2 separate regions of the Mus musculus genome follow, and region 2 is linked to region 1. A link is a contact called in public ChIA-PET data. All regions are on one chromosome and are shown on one strand. Each heading gives the region's core, a stretch centred on a gene start, on an enhancer-like site or on the middle of the called end of the contact. The rest is flanking DNA. Distances are from core to core; before and after follow the strand shown.

The links. ChIA-PET counts read pairs in DNA pulled down with a chosen protein or histone mark.
Region 2: a contact with region 1 is called in an RNA polymerase II ChIA-PET map of neural stem cells, with 5 times the contacts expected there. The contact joins two enhancer-like sites. A contact is called at or near these places in 6 of 39 promoter capture datasets (embryonic stem cells, hippocampal neurons, macrophages and 1 more), 1 of 15 datasets of contacts at CTCF or cohesin (large pre-B cells), 15 of 484 Hi-C or Micro-C datasets (the AtT-20 cell line, the Patski cell line, brain and 7 more), 10 of 115 datasets of contacts at active chromatin or transcription factors (a beta-TC-6 cell line, embryonic forebrain, embryonic hindbrain and 6 more) and 4 of 9 other capture datasets (adipose tissue, embryonic stem cells, liver and 1 more).

The regions. Positions count from the first base shown.
Region 1 is chr2:181,721,054-181,723,705 of GRCm38.p6, forward strand. No RefSeq gene overlaps it. Among named protein-coding and RNA genes, the nearest start is that of Oprl1, 7.4 kb to the left of the region's middle. Within about 2 kb of position 1,323, at least 11 of the 459 cell types and tissues checked have an H3K27ac peak or open chromatin away from gene starts, as enhancers often do. A contact at or near this core is called in neural stem cells and oligodendrocyte precursor cells, where this site is marked.
Region 2 is chr2:181,786,535-181,789,186 of GRCm38.p6, forward strand. The region is part of intron 2 of Myt1 (myelin transcription factor 1); the gene reads left to right. Among named protein-coding and RNA genes, the nearest start is that of Myt1, 21 kb to the left of the region's middle. Within about 2 kb of position 1,362, at least 8 of the 459 cell types and tissues checked have an H3K27ac peak or open chromatin away from gene starts, as enhancers often do. A contact at or near this core is called in neural stem cells and oligodendrocyte precursor cells, where this site is marked.

The DNA.
Region 1 (2,652 bases), core at 73-2,572:
CATAGGACTAGGCTAATGGGTTTTAAAACCTGTTCTGCCCTTGGCAGAGGGACTTTAAGGAGCCTCTTGGTTTATGGGAGGGAAACTATTTCCTGGGTTGCAGAGGCTGCTGCCTTTCCTTCTCCCAAGACAATGACCATCTTTTCTTCCCACCCTCAGGGACAGTGGGTAAATGCCTTCACAGCTTTTCTTTGTAGACTCTTGCCTTTTGAGCAAATCTAAAAGGATAAAAGGATGGTGATAACAGAGCAGAGAACCCTTCTCTGGTGGCAGAGTGACCCTATACTATAGAGATCTACCTCCTGGCTCTTGTCTGTGTAGGCCCAATCTGGCTCAAGTTGACTCTCAGGCAGATGGCCCTTGTCAGGGGGCCTTTGAAGAGTGTCTTATGTGCCAAACCTTGCTTCCAGTACTGGGTTAGTGAGCCAATGCTTGGTTTTATACAAGTTTTAATGACACTGTCCATTTGTTTTTTTGTTTTGTTTTAGTCTCTCAGTTTATAAGCAATAGATATGAATTTCTCACAGGCTTAAAAGATGCAGGTGTGATGGATTGGATTCTATGAGATTGTGTTTTTGTTGCATCCTTACTTTATAGAAAGATGACTTCAGAGCTGCATATGTCATATTAATAGTAATAATGAGGTTATAGGGTTTCAACCTCACAACCTATTCCCATAGCAAAGTCACCTCATAACACCATCACATTGGGGGATAGGATTTCAAAATGTGAGTGTGAATGTGTGTGTTTATACAAGCACACCAGTAGTTCTTAGCAAACACATTAGTTTCAAACAGAAATTCAGCATCTGACTTCGAGGCTAGCCTGGTCTACAAAGTGAGTTCCAGGACAGCCAGGGCTATATAGAGAAACCCTGTCTCGAAAAACAAAAACAAAAACAAACAAACAAACAAACAAACAAAATTCAGCATCAAGGGAAAATTTCCCTCTTGATGAAATTATAGTCCCCAGGAGATTGTATGATTCTGATAGGTGGTGGGATTCTGGGTTGCTGACCCTGGCCATTGTCTTTAAGGAGGCTGGCCATTAGGGGAGCCTTAGAGATGAATATACCTCCCTGGCTCTCCAGGACTATATACCTTCCCCATTCTCTCTCCATTCTGTGTAACACAGCCTCACCCCTAAGTGTTTCTGTTTACTACCAGGCTTGATCAAGTCTCGTTTCTCTGAATCTGATTTTCCTTCTCTGTGCAAAGGGAACCACGCAGCCTTCCTCCTGGGGTTATGTGAAGGGCAGGATGTATAGGATCAGGTAGGTCCAAGGGTCTTTTTACCTCAGAAAAGGCAGGCTTCATCAGCTGCTTTAGGCACTTCCCACCAGAGGGCACTGTGGCCCTAATGTAGGCCCAGCCAAGGTCCCTGACCAGCTGTGAGAAACAGCAGGATGATTTGGGTACTTAGGTAGGTTAGGATCTCCTTGGCAGCAGGAGCCAGAGTGTGAGGGTTTTGTGGATTAAGTCAGACTCCCGAGTTCATGGAGAAAACCAGAGCTAGTTCCAACAGGATCCTGGTGAGAAACACCCTTGGTCTAGTTGGCTAGCCTTGAGGAATGACAGGAGAGGGAGGCCATTCCCTTTGCTGGGCTGTGGGTGGGAATAAAGGTCTGTATAAGTACTACTTACTAAATGATTTTGCCACTAGAGCATTGAAGGGGACAAGAGTTTGGAATCTTCAGAGAAAATTTGGCTGGTACCTCCTCTGTTGTGGTCAGCTCTAGCAAACAATAGCCAGCGGATAGGCTATCCCCAAGGGTGCCTATCTCTTTCACAGCCTGGTTCACTCACCAATGTGTTCCCCTCATGATCTTCACACCCACTCATCTTCCACTCACTCTGTTCCTCCTTCACACATTTTTTGCCAAGCACACCTGCTTTTGCCACTCTCTGTGGCCTGAACACGGTTCTGGAAAGCGAGGTGTTTTGCTGTATTCATTATAAGGGGCTCTTGTCCTGAAGGGGTTCTCTTACTCAGGAGCAGTGTGTACTAATTAGGCCTTGCTGAAGTATGACTATACAGTGAAGCAGGCACAGCTTGATCTCAGCAGAGCTGTGGGTGTGGGTTGTGGTTTAGAAAGTACCCATTCTAGGCTGTCCTCAACCATTCCTCTCTAATATTCAGCCTGTGTCAGGGCTGGGAGTGGATTTGGAGACTAGATCACACAGCTCTTTGCCAAGTTTTCCTCTTGACTTTCAGATCCTCTAGTTCCTGTGAGAGTACTCTAGAAGCTTGTAGAGAGCATCCATGTCTTGCCAGCAGCCGTGGGAGCAGGATTTCTTGAAAGAGAACCCAGCCATTGTCTAGTTTCCAAAGGACCTAGACCTCACCAGTGTTCTGCCTGAAGTCTCCTGGGAAGTTGAGCTGGAGCACTTGAATAAGCCACTCCCCAGTTTTGGATCCTCAGAAGCTAAACACTTCTTATCTCTTTGCTTCTAAGTTTTTGTTGCATAACAATAGGCAATAGCTTGGGGGAGATACTGGAAGAATGACATTTAAGGGTTGACTAGAGTTATGGACAGCCAATATCGTCTGGCTTAGATGAAGGTCCAAGTGCTCTGCCAAGCTCAAGTACTTGGTGGGCAGAAGGATGGCATATGCCATGAAAGTGTCAGAGTTCTGGGTCATGACAATATT
Region 2 (2,652 bases), core at 112-2,611, 66 kb after region 1:
CTGTGTGGCTTAGAAATTGCTATATAGACCAGGCTGACCTTGAACTCACAGAACTCTGCTTGCCTCTCCCTTGCCAGTGCTGGGATTAAAGGTGTATGCCACCATGCCTGGCCCCATCGTTTCTTTTTAAAGACCAGCTATTTATTGTTTTGGCTGTATTGAGTTTCTGAGTTTATTTCTCAGACAACCAAAATAGAGCCAAAAGTAATCTTCAGGTTTTGAGGCTTCTTGTTGTATTTGATATTTTGGTTCTTGACTTTGTAAAGGTTTGACACAGGGAGCTCAGTTTGGCAAGTGAGTATGAAAAGGGTCTAGTAATTGTGTTTAAAAAGCCTGAATGACTGGTCTTGCTTTTACTAAAGCAATGCAGAACAGTTCGAGGCAAAAACAAAACAAAATTAAATGAAAACAAAAACAAAAATAAACAAACACCCTCCAGTGAGATTGCTTTTAAGATAGTACCAAGGAATCAAGTTTAGTGCCTGGATAGAGACAGAGTTCTCTCAGGCTAAAGTAATAGATATGGCTGAATACAGTGTTTGTATTTGGAAATTATTTTCTCCAATTTTCCTATACAAGGTAAAACTTGATAAAATGTCAGAACTAAAGTTGTGCTCTATCAGCAGTGTAACATTGATGTTAGAGAAACAGCAGATGTTCCTGGGAAAGATCCCCGATCTCACAGTGGAGCAAGATTATTTGTCTGAACAAAGAGACCCTTTCACCCTCAAGGCAAGAGGCGATTGAGTTAATGTGCAAAACAGTTACTGTTTGTGCTTGGAAGAAATAAAAGGGTTGTTTAAAAAAACAAAAACAAACAAACAAACAAAACAAATTAAGGGAAAATTGAGAAGCACCTCATTGCCTTTGCATCAGTCAGTTGTACCATAGGCAGGGACCATTGATGTATGGAACAGGCAGGAAGTCTTAGGATCTGATGCCAGGCCAATTAGTCAGTGAGTCTGGGCAGTGTTAAGCACAGTGCTTCCCTGAGCATGATGGCCTAATAGTTATACTACTTATAGGTAAGAGGTCTATAGATGCCTTCTGCAGTACTTTGTAGAAGAAAGCATGTGAATTTCTCACACATTTTTTGCCAGATGCCTCTACAGCAGCTACCACTGTCAATTTCAAAAGTGAGAGGAGAATCACCCTTTGGCATTGACTTCACAAGTCATCCAGATCCTATGAGCGCATTTTCATCATACTAAAGAGCCTGGCTTCTCTCCCACAAGTTCAGGAGTTTCCTTCTTAAATCAAAGCTATGCAAACTGAAGAGAACTTCTTGTACATTGAACACTTGATGCAAGTAAATCGGAAAGAGAAGGTGCTCAGGACAATGAATGCCACAGCTGTTAGCTTCATCAATGGGAGCTCACAGTTTGCAAGCAATGCCCATTACACATCCCTGTAACCCTCTCTATTCTCTGCCCTTTGAATAATTTATCCACAGGAAATCCAAATTGCCAAGGCATACTTTAATCTAGCAGAATGCCTGCCAATTTCCTTGGGAAAACTGACACAAAAAGCTATAGATTACATTTCAGCTGAACACAGGCATGGGGCAATCAGATGTATTGTGTGCCCTGCCTCAGAAGGCGTTGTGCACTGGCTCAGTGCAATCGACGTTTGAAGGCTCATAGATGTAATGACGTCCCTTTGACACCTGCTCCTCTCTTTACTTTAAGTGTGAGCCATTGGTCCACGGGGAGCCTCTGCCTTAAAAATAGAAATTATAGTAATTGTCTCTGTTCTATGAGAAGGCTATAATAAACACATGGCTTATGGCATTATGCTCCATACCCTGGAGCTGACAGGTTGCATAAATTACCCCATTTTAATTTTTCTTCTTTAACAAATTATATAGATCACTGTATGCTATACTGCTTCATGGAACAGTTCACTTGTGAATTTCATCTGCCAACTGAGGAATTAATTTTGTTTTGTTTTCCTACTTGGTGAGGTAGAGGGTTGAATTTGCCAGTCTCTTCCTTCTGCAGCATATCCCATTCTCTTACTTCCTCCTTTCCAAACCACTCACACAGAGCTCTGTTGTCCTGGTATAATCCATGGTCTGGGAGAGATGTTGGTTTGCCTCCTATCTCTTCTGACTGTGGAGGCAGGTAGTAAGTCTTAACTAGCCAGTCTTCTGCTTGGGTGTACACCTGCTCCTCTCAGTCCTGTTATCTGTGAGAAGATTGTTTCCCACATCACAGAGTTTGCCAACATCTTATCTGTTCCTTCAGATTTGCCATGGTGACACAAGATGAGGATTCACCTGGGGACCCTCATCCTCAGATGTGCCCTATCTGTGGCTGTCACCTTCATAGTAGCTCTTCTGTGGTTTTTTCAAAGTACATGTTGTGGGCAGCAGCCCTATGGAGGCTTCTCTAGGTGAGTCAAGATTCTAATACACTTGACAGGTCAGAGGCCAGAGGCCAGAGAACACCTCAGTGTTGCTCAAGCAACCAATTTTTACCCACATGACACTAGTATATTAGGAATATTAAAACTTGTGTAGGGTAGGAAGACAATGTCCATGGGAGATAGGCCCTGGACTATATTAAGTGGACCCAGTTTCATCTCCACCAGTTGAATCTATGGTCAGCAATATGCCCTGTACCTCAGTACCTGCCTGATAAGGTAAGCAGT